4 separate regions of the Mus musculus genome follow, and all the other regions are linked to region 4. A link is a contact called in public Hi-C and HiChIP or PLAC-seq data. All regions are on one chromosome and are shown on one strand. The core of a region is the stretch at or near the end of the contact, and the rest is flanking DNA. Distances in the headings are between cores, read along the strand shown.

Region 1 (2,864 bases), core at 34-2,533, 140 kb before region 4:
TATGCCTCTGGTACCACCAGAAGCCAAAATATATGATCTGCTTTGAAACACTGTGTGGAAGTAAGGCAAGAGCTGAGGACGAGGAAGTGTGGGCTCCCAGAAGAAGACAGCTCAGTGTAGGTAGGGTGGAACCTGGCTGGTGAACACTGGTCTTTTTAAAGACCAAAGAAAGACAGAAAGTGATGTAAGAGGAAGGCATGTCTAAGAGACAGTGCCAGCAAGGGTCATCGGAAGGCACCTCTGACTTTTAAGCTTGGACCAGCTGAAAAAAAATTCTAGGGCAAGTGTGGAAGCTCACATCAGAGGCAGGGAATCTCTGTGTGTTTAAGACTAGCCCTGTCTACAAAAGTGGATTATAGGTTCAGTTAGACTTTGTCTTATTTTTAAAAAAAGAAGAAGAAGAAGGAGAAGAAGAAGAAGAAGAAGGAGAAGGAGAAGGAGAAGGAGAAGGAGAAGGAGAAGGAGAAGGAGAAGGAGAAGGAGAAGGAGAAGGAGAAGGAGAAGAAGAAGAAGAAGAAGAAGAAGAAGAAGAAGAAGAAGAAGAAGAAGAAGAAGAAGAAGAAGAAGAAGAAGAAAAGGAGAAAGAGAGGAGAGAGAGAGAGAGGCATTTCAAGCAAATAGGCGCCCTGGGGAAGAAAAGAACCTGGCATATATTTATAAGGCATTTTTCTAAGAGCCCCCAGTGGAGTTGAGGATGTAGCATAGTTGTAGAATGTTCGCCTAGCATTCACAAAGTCCTGGGTTCAATTCTCAGCATTACACAAAGCAGGGATGGTGACATGGGCCGGTCATCCCATCACTTGGGAGGTAGAGGCAGGAGGGTCAGCTTGAGCTGCGTGCGTAGCAAGTTTAAGGCCATCCTGGACTTATGAGACCCAGAGCATGCAGAGGCCCAGGAGCGAGTGGGCTGGAGCAAGAGGGAGAAGGGAAGGGGGTGGGGGTGGGGGAAAGATCCAGATTCAGAGAAAGAGAAAAATGATGGGGAGGGTATGTGCTAGGGTAGAACCATAGATAGGTGACCCAGGGGGTTGAATGGAGGGAGATGGAGAATGGAGAGGATCTGACCTTGGGGCTGAGAGTCTCTGGAGTGCCACTGAGCATGACTGGATCTGGGTGGGGTGAGGTTCATGAATCATTTTTATTTGACTTTGCTGAAGTCCACCTCCCACTGAAATTCTCAAAAGAAACCACCATTTGCTCCTGAGGTCTGACACTTGACAGCCCCTGGCTGAGCTCATTCTGCTGGAACCAGTTTCTAAGATACTGGTATTTCAGCCAGCAAAACGGTTACTCTGGTAAAAGTGCTTGTGGCCAAGACTAACGTCCTGAATTCAGTCCCCGAACCCACAAGGTGGAGAAAGAGAAGTATTTCCTGCCAGCTGTCCTCTGGCTTCCACACTCACACGCCACTCACTCTCATACACACCACACACTCACACACACACACACACACACACACACACTCACACACACATCACACACTCTCACATGTACTCATTCAAACACACTCATACAGACTCACATGCTCACACACCCCACACATACTCATTCACATATGCATACTTACATTCACACTCTTACTCACATGCACACTTGCTCCCACAGACTCATGCTCTCTCTCTTTCTCTCTCTCTCTCTTACACACACACACACATTTTTTTAATGAGGCTGGAGAGATGGCTCAGCAGCTAACAACTCACACTGCTCCTGCAGAGGACCTGAATCTGGTTCCCAGTACCCACATAAAGCAGTTCGCCAACTGCCTTTAAGTTTAACAACTCAGGGCCTAATGACTTTGTCTGGCCTCCTCAGGCACCTACAAGCTGTGCATACATACACATAAAATAAAATAAATATTTTAAGTAAAAACAAACAAACAAAATATACTGCTATTTTTAAAGTGGTTTAGCACCATGTTAAAATGCAGTTTTGCTGTGCCTCTGGTACTTGAGCTCAGCCCTCACGTCTCTGCCCATCCCCAGCCAGCCATGCTCCCTAGTATAGCAGAGATGGGGCTAACTGCTTCACACACCCTGGCTGTTCCTGCCCTGCACTGGCCCTGGCGTCTCGATGGCTCCTTCCCTCTCTTCACACCACTAAACCTTCTGTCAGGGCTAGGCCAGGTTTGGGGAGGCACCATGGGCTGAGCTCAGGTTGTGGAAGACTTGAGAACTGAGGCCACATCAATGTCCCCAGGAAAAAGCCAGCTTCCCCGGGCCAGGAATGACATTGGGAAGTTCTCATGACTACCCTTACAGGGATGTGGCTTCTTATAGATGAGGAAACTGACGCACAGAAAGATGAATCAGTGCAGCCCTACCCCTGGGTGGTACCCTCCAACCTGAGGAGGATCGTGACCCACAGCCCTTTCCTCGAGGGGCAAGGCACCTCGGGTCACACACAGGCATTATCTACCCCTGATCTTTCTTACTCTCTTTTTGCTCATGTGTATGTGTTTGTTGTGTACATGAGTGTTCTTGTGTGTATATGCACATACATGTGTGTGCTCATGTACGTGAAGACCAGAGGTTGATACGGGCTTCTCCTTCAACAACTACCTTGTTACCAAGGCAAGGTATCTCTCTGTGAGCCTGGAGCTCAAAAATTTGCCTACTCTAGCTGGCCAGCTTGCTCCAGGATGCCCTGCTTCAGCCTCCCAGCTACTGGGATACAGATAGACCATCAAGTGTGCTTGGCTTTTCATGAGAATACAAAGGACACTGCCCTGGTCCTCACACTCACACAGCAAGTGCGTTGTTCCCTTAGCCACGTCTCCAGCACCTCTGTCTCTCTCTGTCTTTCAGCTGTCCTTTCTTTCTTTTCTTTTCTTTTTTTTGTTTGTTTGCTTGTTTGTTTTTGTTTTT
Region 2 (3,216 bases), core at 396-2,895, 240 kb before region 4:
GACCCCAGGACTGCCAAGACTGTCCACAGCCTGAGCCTGCACTGCCAAGCCATAGCTCCCATTAGGCTTCTGGGTGTATTCACCCAGGCCCTCAGGCTCTCAGCCCCAGGCTAGGACAGGCTGGGGCAATCCCTCAAGCTGGGCCTTCCACTCCAGCCCCAGGCTAGAGCCCCAGGCATTGGACAGCAATGCTCCCTCTAGCCTAGATAGGGACCTTGAGGGATCTGGGGGTAGGGGTGAGGGGGAAAGGAAGAGAAAAAAGGAAAGAAAGAAAGAAAAAGCTCTTTGGTCTTTGGTGCCTGCTGGGAGTGCCCCGCCCCCACCCGGGCTCTGGGAAAGTTTGTTCTTTAAACCAGACTCATCAGGAGTGAATCCCACTCCCTCCCCCTCCCAACACACACACACACACACACACACACACACACACACACACACACACACACACACACACACACGGTGCCACCAGGAATCCCTGTGACCTGCTGTCTGGCCCCAGGGACAATGCTATGGTAGAGGGGACACCTCTGTACTGGGTTCCCCAACCAGGTGACTGGCTCCACCCTGCACCCCTACCCGTGCCCAAGGCGCTGGGAGGGGATGAGGGACTAGATTGAGGTTGGCAATCTCTGGGTTGAGTCTGAGCATGTGCCAGCTGCACTGGGCTGGAGATCTAAGCACTGCAGGCAGGAGGACTCGAACCCCACCGGGTGGCGGCGCAGTGGTCTCGCTCACTCTGGTGGCCACCTGATCCTTACCCTTGACTCCTACTCCCACCCACCCTGCTGCTCCTGGCTAAGGGCCTGGAAAGGAGGGTCTCATCCAGGCTTGGGCTGTATGCGTAGGAGACTGGGAACCCCCGGACTGGGCACTGTGGGGACCCTGAGACACTCTAGAGATCCCAGGAACAAGCAAAGACTTCGAGGGACAATTTTGGGATCCCAGGAACACTGCAAACCCCGAGTTGGGCTCTGTGTACACTCTGGGGACCCCAGTCAGTGTGTTGTGACGATCTCAGGGGGGCACTTTGGGTATTTTAGGGACACTCTGTAAACCTCAGGTAAACCTCAGGTCCGGCGCTGTGGGTACTTCGAGGACACTAGAAAACTCAGAACACTCTGTAGACCCCTGGCAATAGGCTGCAGAGACCCCAGGAACACTCTGGGGACTCTGGGCATAGCACTGAGAGGGACCTCAGAGACACTGCAAACCCTGGGCTGGGCTCTGCAAGGACACCAGGGACACTCTGGGGACCCCTGGCGCTGCGTTCCGCGAGTGGGAGGACGCGCAGAGTATAGCCGGTCGCGTGCACTTGGTTCCGGCAGCAGCGCGCTCCCAGGCCACACGTGCGTGGCTGGGAACCCCAAAAACCTTGCGCACTGTGGAGAGGTCACCCGTGGCCGCACCCGAACTCACCGTGCCCTCGGACGGCAGGTAGCCCAGGTCCTCGATGGCGCAGATGTTCACGATGTGGACGCTGCGGTCCTCCGCCGGGAGCGTCGAGTACTTCTCGGGGACCCTCATGGTGGCCTCGCGCTCCCCATCCACAACCCCGGTGGCGTCTGCAACGGAGAAGCGGTGCTGGCCTGGCGCGGACGGGACGTGGCCGCTCCCTCCTCCCTCGCGACCTCCCGGGCGCTGCCGCCACCTGGCCCGTCCCGAGGGCGCCCGCGCGCCGTGAACTTGGCCGCGCGCCGGCTCCGCCTTAAAGATATAAGCGCAGGGGCGGCGGCCACAAGGGTCAGATTTTCCGTAGAAATTTAAACACAGGAAGAAAGGATTCCGAGTTTTATTTTTACCCGGGGTCAGAGCCCGTTTAGAGTTTTGTTTTTTAAATTTTGAGGGTGGAAAGGATTCTTACTCGAAGGGAAAGTGCCCCAGACCACACCTTAAATAAAAAGGCCTGGAGCTGGGAGGGTGTGGGGGACTTTTGGGATAGCATTGGAAATGTAAATGAAATAAATACCTAATAATAATAATAATAATTTTTTAAAAAGGCCCGGAGCTAACTTTGCTGTTTCCTAAGGAGGTGACAGATTAACCACAATGTCATCACCTGGGACCCCTCCTGTGTAGACCTCCTCCCCCACCATCATCTCCCAAGTACTGTAGCCCCCACCTGTGAGCTTTTAGACGATCTCCTCCACAGGGGTGAGTGTATGTCAGCTAACTGAACTCCTGCCCACCAGGAGAGAATGCTGACCGGTTGGTTGGTGGGGTTTTGTTTTCTCTTAAGGACTTAAGAGGCTGCAGAGCACCCTGATCTGACCCTCCAAGGCCAGCTGCATCTCCTGCAGTGACTAGAAGCCTGTGCTTTCTCTCACCCCAGGACCTAGCAAGGTCCCTGTACACAGTAGGGTGTTTTTAAGTCTCCCTTCTGGAGGAGGAGGAGGAAGAGGAGGAAGAGGAGCATCTGCTGTCCTGATTGAGCTTCTGCAGGGGTGGCCTCTCTTTCCTCTACCTTTCTGGTGGGCATCAGAGTGCTTGTCCCTCAGGACACCCTCCTGGGCTCTCCAGCCTCAACCTCTCACTGTCCTCAGACCCAGTCTGAACCTCAGCTTCAGAACTTGCACTCAGCACCTTGTCTGGTGGGCTACCAGCTTCCCACAGCAGACACTCCCACCAACTGGACTTGCAGCTGCATGACAACATTCAAGGCCCCCCAGAAGTCATCATGAAAAGTCACCAGGAGCAAAACAGCCTCTGGTGATTCCCAGGCCGGATCTAGAGAGGTGGAACGGGAGGGACAGACAGGAGGTACTGGGCTCCAGGCTCCCAATTCAAAGAGCCAAGCAGTGCCTTCTCAGGCTCACAGGCCTGTCTTGTGGTGATCACAGAGAACTTCCCTTGCTGTGTGTGCTTAGCCATGTGACTGCCATCTTGTCACTGTCTTGACTACCTCTTCTCTGCCAGTCATCTGCTCCCGTTTACTCTAAGTAACTTTGAACTTGGAGAGGTTTTGAAAAGGCTACTGGGTCCTAGAGCTACGCACTCCCATAAGTGCCAAGTGCCCTTAAAGTGGGATTTAAGAAATGCATTAAGTTGGCCAAATCCCAGCAGCAAACAGCTCTCCTCCTCCTCCACCCTCCACTGTGCCAGGGGACTGGGCTGGAAAGACACACAGTCACACACAGGATTATGTAACTTCATACTGTTGTTGATAAACAACTGGCATTGTGAAACCGGAGCACACCCTCCTCCTAAATTTATGATCAGGTG
Region 3 (2,995 bases), core at 116-2,615, 230 kb after region 4:
CAAAAAATAGCCAGAGACTCTGATGCAGAGAAAAACCAGTCAAAAGAAATAGACCCACGGGTGACAGATGGAGGATACAGGAGCCAGGGACTTCAAAGGTTGTTAGAGATGTATTCAAGATCCTGGCCTAGAGGCTCAGGCCTGTCAGTCCAGCCGCTAGCAAGGCTGAGGTAGGAGGATTGTAAGTTCAAAGCCAGCCTGGGCAATGCAGCGAGACTGTGCCTGTATTAATCTTTCAGTAGCTCTGACAAAAGCAATTTAAGTGAGGACAGGTCTGGTTTGGCTCACAGTTCCAGGGACAGTTCATCATAGTGAGAAAGCAGTGGTAAAAGAAACCCGATCACATTGTACCTCAAGAACAAACTTAGATTTACTAAGATTAATAATGTAAAAAAAAAAAAAATTATGCCGGACAGTGGTGGCACATGCCTTTAATCCCAGCACTTGGGAGACAGAGGCAGGCAGATTTCTGAGTTCATGGCCATCCTGGTCTACAGATGAGTTCCAGGACAGAGAAACCCTGTCTTGAAAAACAAAAACAAAAACAAAAACAAAATAATAATAATAATAATAATCCGCTAGGAAAATTCTGGAAGAAACAGGACCTAAATCTTTGTGACCTTAGATTAGGTAAAGATCTCATGTCAATTTCTCTGGAGGCACAATGAATACATTTAAAAAAATCTAGGGCTGGAGAGAAGACACAGCAGTTATAGTGCTTACTGAAGCCAGTGGTGATGTGTGCAGTGGGTCTCTGAGTTCAAGGCCAGCCTGGTCTACAGAGCAAGTTCCAGGACATCTAGGGCTACACAGAGAAACCCTGTCTCAAAACAGCAGCAGCAGCAGCACCAGCAGCAGCAACAACAACAGAGTGCTTGTTCTTCAATCATGAGACCTAGCATTCAAATCCCACATGAAGTGGCTCACAGTCATCTGCCACTCCAGCTATAAGGGATCAAATGCCCTCTTCTGGCCTCCCTGGGCACCTACACACACACAGACAAACACACACACTTAAAGAAAAATCAATCTAATACCTCTCTCTATAGATACAGATGATGTAGATTATAGATTATAAGCACAAACATAGATATAGATATATGAAGAAATCCTTAAACAGGATGTCATCAGAACTAAAACTATCTCCTGCTGAATGAAAAGGCACACACCATGCCAGGAACAAATATTTGTGAGCCACATAATTGACAAAGAATTTGGAACTCTCTCAGCAGTGGGAAAATAAGATACATGATTGACAATGAGCCAACTCTCTGAATGAGGTTTTCCCCTGAGCAAGAGAATACATGTGAATGGCTTCACCTCCACCAGTCACCAAGGCAACCAAACTAAAACCACATTGTGATACTATGATGTACTCCTTAAAGTGGTCAAACAATTGATAACTAGTTGTTTATTCTTTGGGGAGGGGCCCTCACAGTACAGTGTGCTTTGTGGATGCAGTTACAGGAAGGCATGTGTTCCTGGAGCGTATGGAAGTTAGTTCAAACATTATGGGAAAGAGCTGCTTGTAAAAGTATAAACTTATCTAAAATCCTAAAACCTGTACCCAAGAGAAAGGGACACATGGATGCTCAGGCATACTAGTGGAATCTTGTGTGTGTTTTTAGGAAGAATTGTGAAAACCTGCAAATGCTGCTTACAGCATCCCACTGAATAGAAGAATCTCCACAATGGATGAACAGTAGGATGTTTGGTGGAGTACTATACAGCAAGGTAAATAGAAGGAATAGTAATATATTTGTTGCTACACAAGATGCCAAAAAGCTAGAAGCTGTAAGATTCTGGTTCTGTGATATTCTTGGAAAGGACAAATTAGAGGTACAGAAAACAAGACTGTGTCCTCCATATATGGAAGCCCTAATTTTAACTGTTCCCTTATCTGGAGATAAGGCTTTGAGGACACAAAATAAGGTTAAAAGTGGTCAAGAGGCAGTGGTTCTCAACCTCCCTAATGCTGCAACCCTCTAATACAGTCCTCATGTATGGTTGGTTGGTGACTCCCAACAACCATAAAGTTATTTCATGGCTACTTCATAAATGTAATTTTGCTTCTATTATGAATAGTAGTGTAGATACCTGTGTTTTTCAGTGGTCTTAGGCGAGCCCTGTGAAAGGGTTCTTAAACCTTTAAAGGGGTCATGACCCCCAGGTTGAGAACAGATGCAGTAAGAAGTCCTGACCCAAAAGGATTAGTGTCTTTACAGAAAGAGTGAGAAGGCCGATTCTCCTCCACACACACCTCAACAGCAAGAAGGCCCTGACCTGACACCAGGCAAGAAGCCTCCTCAGACACTAAGACTGATACTGTGTGGATCTTAAGACTTCAGGTGTCCATAACCCCAGGGCCAAGTCCCAGATTCAACACATCTGTGGTGCAGCAGGGGCTAATGATAAAAGCAATTCCTTGGGACACGTGTGGGACTGCTCACTACATCACACTACAAGACATGGGTGATGGCAGGACTGTGTGACTTGACAGTGAGGTATTCCACAACTCTATGTGCTTGTCAGAATCCAGAGATCTCAGAGTGGGAGAGATGGCTCAGGTGGCACTTGACAAGGGATCCAGCTCAGTTCCCAGCACTCATGGTGAGCAGCTCAAAACCACGTGGCATTCTAGTTTCAGGGATCCAGCACCCTCTTCTGGTCTCCACAGGCACCTACACTCATATGCGTCCTCACTTCACACACCCACACCACACCCACCCCCACACACACCACACCACACACACACACATACACACACAAACACACATACCACATATACACACACATAAATCTAAAAAAAATTCACAGAACTTGCATAAAGAAACTGTACATGAACTGTCAATAACAGAAGCCAAAGAGGAATAACTGCCTCTCTCACAGAAAGACAAAAGCAAGAGAGGCAGACTCACACAAGAGACTTCAGGGTGCGGCAGGAAGCTCTGAGCAGTGACAAGAGGTCACCTGCAGGGTCACTTGCAGGGTGGGG
Region 4 (2,762 bases), core at 172-2,671:
GCCTTTAACCATCTCAGAAGGCAGATGCTACTTCTGGCTGCTCTTTCCGTGGACTCCGTCTGTTCCTCCTGGGACTCTACCCAATTTAAAGGCCAGACACCTGCTGCTCAGTTCTGTGCCATACAAAAGGCCCATTAGCTTGCTATTTTCTCCTGTTAGGATGAATTCATTCATTCATTCATCTATTTCTTTTTTTTTTTGTTTTTTTGTTTTTTTGTTTTTTTTCGAGACAGGGTTTCTCTGTGTAGCCCTGGCTGTCCTGGAACTCACTTTGTAGACCAGGCTGGCCTCGAACTCAGAAATCCGCCTGCCTCTGCCTCCCAAGTGCTGGGATTAAAGGCGTACGCCACAACGCCCGGCTCATTCATCTATTTCTAAACAATTATATTTTATGTTTTGAGATATGGTCTCACTCTTCAGCCCAGACCAGTCTGGAATGCACTCTGTAGCCCAGGTTGGCCTCAGATTCATGGCAGTTCTTTTCCCTCAGCTTCCCACATGGGGCTTACAAGTGGGGGCCACTGTCCCTGCTTCCAGGATGAATCTGTTTTGTACCCACATCTTTTTTTTTCTTTTCATTTTTTGAGACAGGTTTTCTCTGTGTAGCCCTGGCTGTCCTGGAACTTACTCTGTAGACCAGGCTGGCCTCGAACTCAGAAATCTGCCTGCCTCTGCCTCCGAAGTGCTGGGATTAAAAGAAGACCTTTGCCACCGCACCTGGCCTCCTTTTTCTTTTTGTGGTTAACTTTTTACTTGGTGTAGACTCTTCTGATGAGCAGTGTGAGCAGCGTGAGCAGAGTGTGAGGGACTCACTTTATTTTCCTGAGAAACCATACTTGCCTGTCATGGCGAGTGCTCACTGCTCTATCCTTCCTGAAGTTTGTGATTTTATTTTTATCACGGAAGTTTTACTCCTAGGAGACATTCTAGGCTGTTCTCCAGGCTTATCTCTTCTTCAGTCAACATGCCATCATGTTCATCACCAGACTCAAACTTCTCTCTTCTGTCTGACACAGTAGTTCTCATTTTCAAAAAGCATTTTGTTATAGTTAAGGATTCATTTGCACAGATGAAATTCAGTTCAAGTGGCGTGTTTACTTATTCAGCCCTCCATCAATTACAGTGTTGTATCTCTGGTCTCTTTTATACAGGAGCTGATTAACTTGTTAGCAATTGTTGCCTAAGGAACTTACTGTACTGTGGAATACTCTTTAAAACTATACTTTGGAAGGTATCTCTGATGGAAATGATGAGAAAACTAACTTCAATTTCTGCTGTTTGAAGAGTGGGTGCCTGTGAGATTGGAGCGCTTGGACAAAGTGGCTCCTCCTGCCGGCCAGCCCTTCGGAACCACCTGATACTTGACTGTGTATGAAATACTTCAGTTTTGCTTTAAATACTGGCAGCAAGTGCTAGCGTTCGGGGTTGGGGATTTAGCTCAGTGGTAGAGCGCTTGCCTAGCAAGCGCAAGGCCCTGGGTTCGGTCCTCAGCTCTGGAAAAAAAAAAAAAAAAAAAAAAAGACAAAATAACAAAAAGACCAAAAAAAAACAAGGTAACTGGCACACACAACCTTTTTCATTTTCAAAGACCCCCCCCCAAGGGCATTTTCATGTCTGGGGGCAATATTTATTATCTGCCCTTTAGGATATCGCAGTATCAAATCGTTTCCAGCCCTCAGGGAGGGTCCGGTGCAGTGTACAGATGCGGTGATTGACAGTCCGGTGACAGCAGAGGATGCCGGATACTCCTCCCTCCTTGAAGCCTGCCCCTTGGGCCCTTCCTCCATTTCCTGGGAACGCCCCTGTGCCAGATCTTTGGTAACTTTTCTCATTTCTTTAAGACCCACGTTTGTGAATTCGGTCCCATCTGTTTGGATTTTGAAAATAAAAGCAGGGTTCGTCTGGACACCGCGAGCGACCCAGACGACGTGCCCCAAGCGACCTGACCCGCCCCACCCACCACGGAGCGAGCGGTACCAAGGAGGAGGAGCAAGGCTTCCCTCGGGCTAGCCCCGCCCATGTAGCATCTACCCATGCGCAGTGGGATGGGCTTTTTTTTTTTTTTTGGCTTCTTTAGCTTGCCGTCCTTACCCGCCCTGCTCCGCGCGGCATACACGGAAGTGTCTTCTTCATTCTGACAATCCGGGCGTTTGTGATCGCGTCTCGCCAGTTGGCGATTACTACACAGAATGAAAGGAATGCGAGGGCCGGGGGAGAGCCGAGACACCGCCATGGCCGTGGAGCAGGACATATTTGACGCCGTCGTGATGGCGGATGAGAGGTGGGCAGAGAGACCCGGCTCCGCCCCGCCCCGGCAGCTGCTGGGCAGTCCTCGGGGATACCCGCCTTCGCCATCTGCGAGCTGCCACTTTTTCTTGTCCTTTAATTGCCGCACATACGGCGGTATTCATGGGTCTGCTGATGGATATGTCGGGCAGGCCCCTTTGGATCCTGAAAAGTCCCCAGGGAACGCCTGGGCGGGACGGTGGCCCAGGTCATCTTGGCCTCTCCAGGCTGGCTGCTCATTGTGGGTTGGGTACCTCCCCGGGTGACTGCTCAGGCTCGGTTTAGGGAGTCGGGTCCTGGCAGATGCCCACGCCCCCAAATGGGGAGCTGTTCACTGCCTCACATGGGGGCTTCCAGAACATTCCTTCAACAGCGCCGGCAGCAATTTATTGCCAGTTTGAGGGTTGAACTCTTAGACACAATAATACCCACCTACCCAGAGCATCCCAGTGGTGGCATACTGTCTTGATCTTGGG

Evidence for each region. A called contact is a pair of places that touch in the nucleus more often than the background predicts. HiChIP or PLAC-seq counts read pairs in DNA pulled down with a chosen protein or histone mark.
Region 1: a Hi-C map of LSK cells shows a contact between it and region 4, with 3 times the contacts expected there. The contact joins the enhancer-like site here to the promoter of Bc1 in region 4. A contact is called at or near these places in 12 of 39 promoter capture datasets (3T3-L1-derived adipocytes, the C10 cell line, the HPC-7 cell line and 7 more), 3 of 15 datasets of contacts at CTCF or cohesin (CD8 T cells and embryonic stem cells), 31 of 484 Hi-C or Micro-C datasets (2-cell-like embryonic stem cells, the 3T3-L1 cell line, 8-cell embryo and 20 more), 16 of 115 datasets of contacts at active chromatin or transcription factors (craniofacial prominence, embryonic basal ganglia, embryonic forebrain and 8 more) and 1 of 9 other capture datasets (adipose tissue).
Region 2: a FOXA1 HiChIP or PLAC-seq map of pancreatic cancer cells shows a contact between it and region 4. The contact joins the enhancer-like site here to the promoter of Bc1 in region 4. A contact is called at or near these places in 4 of 39 promoter capture datasets (the 3T3-L1 cell line, the HPC-7 cell line and embryonic stem cells), 1 of 15 datasets of contacts at CTCF or cohesin (embryonic stem cells), 5 of 484 Hi-C or Micro-C datasets (all in embryonic stem cells), 5 of 115 datasets of contacts at active chromatin or transcription factors (embryonic midbrain, embryonic stem cells, pancreatic cancer cells and 1 more) and 2 of 9 other capture datasets (adipose tissue and pancreatic islet).
Region 3: a contact with region 4 is called in a FOXA1 HiChIP or PLAC-seq map of pancreatic cancer cells. The contact joins the enhancer-like site here to the promoter of Bc1 in region 4. A contact is called at or near these places in 3 of 39 promoter capture datasets (the C10 cell line, embryonic stem cells and trophoblast stem cells), 2 of 484 Hi-C or Micro-C datasets (bone marrow-derived macrophages and embryonic fibroblasts), 14 of 115 datasets of contacts at active chromatin or transcription factors (the 230-238 cell line, bone marrow-derived macrophages, embryonic stem cells and 4 more) and 2 of 9 other capture datasets (adipose tissue and liver).

What each region holds. Positions count from the first base shown.
Region 1 is chr7:144,776,693-144,779,556 of GRCm38.p6, forward strand. No RefSeq gene overlaps it. Among named protein-coding and RNA genes, the nearest start is that of Gm34964, 11 kb to the right of the region's middle. Within about 2 kb of position 1,284, at least 26 of the 459 cell types and tissues checked have an H3K27ac peak or open chromatin away from gene starts, as enhancers often do. A contact at or near this core is called in the Ba/F3 cell line, LSK cells, adipose tissue and 2 more, where this site is marked.
Region 2 is chr7:144,677,221-144,680,436 of GRCm38.p6, forward strand. It overlaps Ano1 (anoctamin 1, calcium activated chloride channel), which reads right to left. Exons shown (of 26, transcript NM_178642.6): 2 at 1,414-1,559. The coding sequence starts at 1,521. Among named protein-coding and RNA genes, the nearest start is that of Ano1, 60 kb to the right of the region's middle. Within about 2 kb of position 1,646, at least 39 of the 459 cell types and tissues checked have an H3K27ac peak or open chromatin away from gene starts, as enhancers often do. A contact at or near this core is called in pancreatic cancer cells, where this site is marked.
Region 3 is chr7:145,145,511-145,148,505 of GRCm38.p6, forward strand. No RefSeq gene overlaps it. Among named protein-coding and RNA genes, the nearest start is that of Gm45181, 20 kb to the right of the region's middle. Within about 2 kb of position 1,366, at least 22 of the 459 cell types and tissues checked have an H3K27ac peak or open chromatin away from gene starts, as enhancers often do. A contact at or near this core is called in embryonic fibroblasts and pancreatic cancer cells, where this site is marked.
Region 4 is chr7:144,913,049-144,915,810 of GRCm38.p6, forward strand. It overlaps Bc1 (brain cytoplasmic RNA 1), which reads left to right and starts at 1,422. Exons shown (of 1, transcript NR_038088.1): 1 at 1,422-1,575. It overlaps LTO1 (ABCE maturation factor), which reads left to right and starts at 2,052. Exons shown (of 4, transcript NM_001357869.1): 1 at 2,052-2,281. The coding sequence starts at 2,190.